Regions from separate parts of the Sus scrofa genome. Here region 1 is linked to region 2. A link is a contact called in public Hi-C data. All regions are on one chromosome and are shown on one strand. Each heading gives the region's core, a stretch centred on a gene start, on an enhancer-like site or on the middle of the called end of the contact. The rest is flanking DNA. Distances are from core to core; before and after follow the strand shown. Region 1 has its middle 51 kb from the start of WDR60. Region 2 has its middle 120 kb from the start of VIPR2.

Evidence for each region. A called contact is a pair of places that touch in the nucleus more often than the background predicts.
Region 1: a Hi-C map of omental adipose tissue shows a contact between it and region 2, with 3 times the contacts expected there. The contact joins two enhancer-like sites. A contact is called at or near these places in 10 of 47 Hi-C or Micro-C datasets (brain, embryonic fibroblasts, fetal skeletal muscle and 5 more) and 1 of 2 datasets of contacts at active chromatin or transcription factors (skeletal muscle).

What each region holds. Positions count from the first base shown.
Region 1 is chr18:502,314-505,936 of Sscrofa11.1, reverse strand. No RefSeq gene overlaps it. Among named protein-coding and RNA genes, the nearest start is that of WDR60, 51 kb to the left of the region's middle. Within about 2 kb of position 1,401, at least 31 of the 83 cell types and tissues checked have an H3K27ac peak or open chromatin away from gene starts, as enhancers often do. A contact at or near this core is called in omental adipose tissue, where this site is marked.
Region 2 is chr18:278,772-282,136 of Sscrofa11.1, reverse strand. No RefSeq gene overlaps it. Among named protein-coding and RNA genes, the nearest start is that of VIPR2, 120 kb to the left of the region's middle. Within about 2 kb of position 1,401, at least 1 of the 83 cell types and tissues checked has an H3K27ac peak or open chromatin away from gene starts, as enhancers often do. A contact at or near this core is called in omental adipose tissue, where this site is marked.

The sequences.
Region 1 (3,623 bases), core at 152-2,651, 220 kb before region 2:
GGAGATTCCCAGGCTAGGGGTCTAATCGGAGCTGTAGCCACCAGCCTACACCACAGCCACAGCAACGTGGGATCAGAGCCGTGTCTGCAACCTACACCACAGCTCATGGCAGTGCCGGATCCATAACCCACTGAGTAAGGCCAGGGATCGAACCCACAACCTCAGTTTCTAGTCGGATTCGTTAACCCCTGCGTCGTGACGGGAACTCCATAAACAGCACTCTTGGGATGTTTGTGTGGCCGGCTGGCGCTGGGCGTCACCTGCACTTCTGTGGGTCTGTCCTGCTGGTTCAAGCGTTTGGAGGGCGGCATCCACCACTGAAAAGCCAGCCGGCACCTGTTCTGCCCTAGAATTCAGCACAGCTTCGCCTCCCACTTGGCCTTAGAGTACCCGACAGCGTGGCTTCCAGCCACCTGCCGACTGGAGAGCCAGGAGAGAGCTGTTCTTTCTTCCTTACCTGTGCTTCTTTCTGGCTCCAGCATTCCCGGTCAGATCCTGTTCCTGCCTCGAGGGGTGTCCCTGGAGCAGGGCCTGAGCTGCTGCCGAGAAAACCCAAACGCCTGACCAGACATCTCTGCCCAACTCGTGCCATCAGCTCCTTGGGCTCACAGGTCTAGAAAGCGCAGAGGAATTCAGGATGGATGTACACGTGTGTACCTAACCCTGTAGGCAGCCACCTTGCCCCAAAGGCCTCCTCACCTCTTGTATAAACGTTCACACGTAAAACTCTTCCTGCAGTTCCTGCCACACTGAGGGCGACCCCCTTCCCTTCCTTCCTCTGGGCTTTTCCTGGTCATTGGAGTCTTACCTGCTGAATCCTGGGGGGGGGGGGCGGCCTTCAGGGAGTGTCCCCGCATGAAATCCAAGACAAAGTGGAGCCGGGGACCCATGGGGACCCGTGAACACTCTAAACGCACAAGGGCAACAATCCGAGTGTCCTTCTGACTCTAAAAGCCCATGATTTATGTCTTTAGCTCACGAGACCAACGTCCTGTGGGCACAGAGAAGCCCCTCTGCAGGTGATGCCCTGGAGTGCCCCAGCGAGGTACAGGTAAAGGTGAGCCCTTTCCTCCCTGGAGACCTGGCCAGCCTCCTCCAGCAAGGTGATCCGTGTGATGCCCTGGCATCCACCAGGGCCTCTCACTGGGCTCCCCGTCCATCAGGGGACCCTGGCAAGCTGGCCCACAGCCTCCCTGCGCTGACTCGCAGGTGACGCGCCCTCCACCAGGGCCTGTCTGTCCGCGGGGTGGTCCGGCGCTTCCCCAGGCCCAGCTCTGCACAGCCTCCCCTTTGCCTCCGTGACCCTGAGAGCGGAGCGCATCCGCCCACCGCGGGGAGAGCCGCCTGGAGGCCTCAGATTCGGGGCAGTTCCGTGGACGCCCTGAAGAGGGCCCTCGAGGAGAAGAGACGGGCGGAGCAAGGCGCAGCCAGAAAAGGCTGCGAAATCAGACCAAGCCTCGCCCTCCCATCCCCAGGCAGAACCTTTAGGGTTTATCTGGCTTCCCATTTACAGGCAAAGGAGCGATGAGAGGACTGCAGCTTTTCAGGGTCTCTGTGACGACCCCGCCTAGTGGGGACCCCCCCCCCAGTGGGGGTCGCTAGAGCCCCACTGGGGGGGGGCGGGAAGGAGGGGAAGGAAGGAGGGGGGAGGGAGTGAGAAAATCACAAGGACCCCATGGGTCTTCCGTGGGCACAGCAGTGATGGGAGTGCGTGACGAGCGGGCATCTCGATGTCGTAATATTTTCTGGTTCCCCAACATTCCTGCTCTGCATTTAGCAATAAATTGTGTGTGGAAATGGATTCGCCCTGCAGAGTTTACAGAGGCCCGAGGAGCCCTGGGTTCTGGGTTCTTCAAGGGCTGTTACGAGAATTCCCAAGAGTCGGGGCAACAGTTTTTGCATGAAAGTTGCTCGTTGAGAATGAACGTCTGAGATGACTTGGCTCTGTCTCAGAAGCAGAAGCAGGTTCCAGGAAGACCCCCCCCCCCCTCCGCCGCCCTGGTTAAACTTCCTCCTCCGCCCCCTCCCCAGTCTCTGGGCTCCACACCGGCCGTCCAGCGTCCAGAGCAACCAGACCCTGCCGGCCCCTTAGGGCTGTTCACCTTGAGGTGGCTGTGACCCGTCCCTCCAGGGTTGCGCCTCGCCCCAATCGCCCTGCTGCCCCCTGCTGGCCGTGGTGAGAAGGACCCCCGAGCCGCCCCCTACCCCAAGCTGTGGGCAGGTTTGGTGACGTCACCGCGTTCCTCGCCAGGGTTAAGCACGATTCCTGGCCGGTGGTGAGAACTGGGTACACATGAGCCGTCTTCCGTGCCCGTGCTGAAGCCACCGGTACGTTATGGGTTACTGGCCGTGGGAACAGGAGGGGCGGAATCCACTGGCGTGTGGGTCATGCCTAAGAAATGTGCTTATTAGTCAAAAGGAATCCAGAGTTTGGGCGTTTCCACAGCAACAGAACAGCAACTGCTGACCCCGAAACGGGAAGGTCTAAAATGAAGTTGTCCTTTAAAGGCACTCTGACGCCTCCTCCAGGCAGCCTCCCCTCCCTCGTAGAGAACCCACTTCCTGTGGTCTCTCCGGGTGGGGTGGGGGGTCTCTGGTTTACTGTCCGGCTCCTTTCACACAGACCACGTCCAGCACATAGTAGGTGCTCAGGAAATAAAAGAAAGTGCATGGTTCGGTCCGTCTAGCCCAAGGCCTACGGCCTCGGCTCTTCAGTGGGCGGCAAATGCTCAGACTTTGCCTGGACGCAGCATCATCAGACATTGGAGCATAGCATCGAACTGCAAGAAGGTTCTGTCTTTTCAGCCTGGCATGTGGAGCCGTCTCATTGTTTAGCGTAAGGATGAGCAGTTTGGGGGATCCAGATTTACCCCTACATTAAAATGATAAAATGCACTTTTGGATTTAAAATGTAGCATTTTTCCTCAGAGGAAAGCTTGAATTTCTAGATAGCTTCCATGTGGCGTGTGTCAAGAAGTCATTACTTGGTAAAATTGGGACTTGCTGCTTAGTTCTTTCTTTTTAGGGCCGTACCTGCGGCATATGGAGGTTCCCAGGCCAGGGGTCCAATCGGAGCTGCAGCTGCCTACACCACAGTCACAGCAACACCAGATCCTAAACCCACTGAGCGAGGCCAGGGATCGAACCCGCAACCTCATGGTTCCTGGTCGGATTCGTTTCCACTGTGACACAATGGGAACTCCATCCGCTGTTTTCGTTCCTGATACCTTTGAGTGGCACCTGTAGGACGGTGGCCTGGAGGAAGCACTGGTTGGGAGCAGATGATAATGCAACTGGCCAAGTAGCTGGGCCCCCCGCACCCCCCACCCCGTGTCTCTTGTCTGCTCCTCAGTTAAAGGGGACCTCAAGGTGGACTCAGCCTCAGGCCTAGGAGAGACCCCCAGAGCCGCCTTCCTCTGCCTCCTCCTCCCCTCCCCCTCCTCCTCCTGCGGCCCGGCCAGCAGGGCAGATGCCCGCCGCTCCTCTGGTCCCCACGAACACACAGCCTGTCCTTACCTGGGCTGAAGCGTGTCCGTCCACACCTCCAGATGGGGTCTGCCTGTGTCCGAGGGAACTGCAGTTGGTCAGTGCTCCTGCAGGGTGCTGAGCGCCCGGACACTCCT
Region 2 (3,365 bases), core at 152-2,651:
AGGTCTTGACTCCAATGCCACCTTATCAGAAGGGCTTCCAAACTGGCATCTCTGCAAGGGGTTGCCCCTCCCATGCAGCCCCCTTGGCCTGTATTATTCCTTCTTAGCAGGAATTCCTTCCGGCCCCATGCTGTCTGCAGACTCCCCGTGCGATGGCAGCTGTTCCAAACTCACAGAGTGAACCCTTGACGAATACTTGTCAATTAAACCCGTTTTACTCTGCGATTTGTCTGGCTTTCTTTTTAAGTAAATATATCTTTTTTTTTTTTTTTTGCCTTTTGTCTTTTTTAGGGCCACATCCGCGGCATATGGAGGTTCCCAGGCTAGGGGGCTAATCAGTGCTGTTGCCACTGGCCACCGCCACCATGCCAGCCACGCCAGATCCGAGCCGCGTCTGCAACCTACACCACAGCTCCTGGCCACGCTGGATCCTGACCCCACAGAGCGAGGCCAGGGATCGTACCCGAAACCTCATGGTTCCTAGTCGGATTCATTTCCGCTGCGTCCCGACAGGAACTCCAAATATATCATTTTTTTAGCTGTGAGTGTTCTATCTTTCCAGAATGTATTTGTAGGAAGTTAATGCTCCATGAACACAGGGCTGTTGACTCTGTGGCTTTGCTCTGGCCCATAGCCTCCTCTGCTGAATGGCCAGAAGATCTTTCTGCATCTTTGAAGCCCAGCTTCAAGCAAGGGATGAGTTCTGTGGAGGCTCTGGGGGCGCTGGGGGTTGTTGTCCTGTGGAGACCTCATACCTCCGGGGGCAGGGGTGAAGAGGGCACCCACATTTGTTGCTCTGCTTCTTCCATCTCCCTCCTCCCTCTGCTGACTTGTGGGTTTCCCATCAGCCAGGGGTGGCCTCACCCCTTGAAACAAGCTCTGCAATGTAACGCAGCTGACTAGTCCACATGATGAAGGCTCGGCACATCCATCCAGGTTTCTCATTGCCTTGGTTCTCAGCACCTGCCCTGTGAAGAGGTACCCACATGGGCGATAAATAAAGCCACTCTGAGGACACGGTGGTTGAAGCCCTCTGGGATCTCCGTACGGCTCAGTCACCAAGTTCCGGTCAACTTTAGGCAAGTGCTTAATTTGTGTGTCAGACTCTTTATTTGCAAAATTAGGAGATGTTTTTAGAGGAATGTATCTGTTCTGCAACTCCTTCTTCCATGCCTGTCACGTTCTGGGCAATCGTCACGGTTGCTTCTATGACCGGAATTCTGACTCCATCCTACCCCCCCATATCCTGATTCCATGCCTTGGATACAACGGCTGCCCTTGGATATCTCTTTGGGCAGCATCAGAACAAGCATCTTTGGAGGCTGTGCCCATGTTCCCTTGGTCGTGGCTGAAGGACGGTGAGCCACTCCAAACCACAACCCAAGATTTTGCCTCCTTTGCCATAGGCTGTCTCAACAGCACCAAGAGAGTGGTACCTGTATCTTGGCTTCCTTGCATGCAGGCTAAGCTTTCTCTGCAGCCACCATGCCCAAGATGCCAGACCCGTGACACTGTGAGGGTGCTCCTAGCCCCTGAAGAACTGATGCAACACAGCACGTGCTTATTAGTCACTCTGGAAGATGTAAAGCTATCTTTTCACTGAAAGAGGAGAAAAACAGTTACATGACAGCATGGTATATAGTTAAACATTACATACAGCGCAAAAGTAAAGGCAAAATAAACAGGGGTGTCCAAAGAGGAATGGGGGTTCCGAGAAGTGGGCTGGAGGAGGCAAGGTGGGTCGGGTGGAGGCAGTGAGCAGGTGCAGCACAGGGTGCGACTCTGCCTGACTGATGGCCTTGGGGACACGTGGGAGTATCTGCGCTTCAGACGACCCACGGATTCAATTGCTCCTGACCCCGCTGACAGGAAGCTCAGTGAACCCCTGTAAATGCTGGGTCCGGTGACGTCTTTGCTTCTTGTGGCTGTGGATTCTCGTTGTTTTTTTTCTGCCCTGGAGTATTTTTGAGTGGTTTTAGTACTGTTCGCTGACTCCAATGCGCTCTGAAAATAAATGATCTATAAGGCATAATGGTTTCCTAATTAGATCAGAATATATTCAATAATGATTTTTTAGCCCTAAGATCAACCCTGAGAATTTAAAAACCATGTTAGTAATTTAACAGTGTTGAAGTCTTCGTTTCATTTTTTTAAAAAACCAACAAAATCACACTTTTAATAGTCTGTAAAAATAATCCATAAATTTTAAGTGAGCGGTTTTACCCAAGGAAGGAAGAACTGGCTTTGTGGCAGGGTTGTGCTAATTTTATTCACTGTTGCCCCCCTGTGGCCACTCTCCAGACAGCACAGAATAGGGTTGGTCCCTGGATCCCCTCGCTCCTAAAAGTCATATAATTCATGAAACTATCTCATTGTAATTAAGAGTAGATCTTAACTGGCAACATATTACAGTTGATAAATAATTTTAATTAAGATTTTGAATTCACTGCTCTAATTTGAAGGCTCCAAACTTCTAAATAATATAGTTCATAAAGATGCAAACTATTTAGAGACAGCATAGTTCATTGATTAAGAATATAGGCTCCTGGGAGTTCCCATCGTGGCGCAGCGGAAACAAATCCGACTAGGAACCATGAGGTTGCAGGTTCGATCCCTGGCCTCTCTCCGTGGGTTAAGGATCCTGTGGTGCCGTGAGCTGTGGTGTAGGTCGCAGACATGGCTCAGATCTGGCCAGCAGCTCTAGCTTCGATTAGACCCCCAGCCTGGGAATTCTATATACAGTGGGTGCAGCCCTAAAAGAAAAAAAAGCAAAGGCTCCATAATCAAATAATCTGAATTTGAATAATGGCTCTGCCCCTGCCACCTGGGCCTCAGTTTTTTTTTTTTTTATCAGTACAATGTATCTACCTCATAAAATCATTTTGAAGATTATATGAGAAAATATACTCAGAAAGCAGCCTGAACCATAGCAAGTCCTCAGTAAGTGGCAATTATTATCACTTCTCTCAGAGGGGAAGCTCAGTCGAGGCATGACGGAAGGGTGCAGAAAACAGCTGGAAGCAGCCCTGAGCCTGGAGCTCGTCTGGGTCTCAGCTCCTACATGGGGCAGGCCCTGCGTTAGGTTTCTGCAAAGACAGCATCTGGGCTGAGAAGGGGCAGACAGGGTGGGGATGGAACCAAGAGGAAATGTATGCAAAATAGGTATCTAGTTATGAAACAATATATATTTTGCAAATTGCCAGCCCAAGTTAAGAATCCTTTTTTTTTGTTTCTGTTTTTAAGTTTATATTTATATGACTATTTTTGTGACTCGTTCACTTTGATCTTCAAAATAAAAGTTAGGAGTTCCCGTCGTGGTGCGATGGTTAACGAATCCGACTAGGAGCCATGAGGCTGCAGGTTCG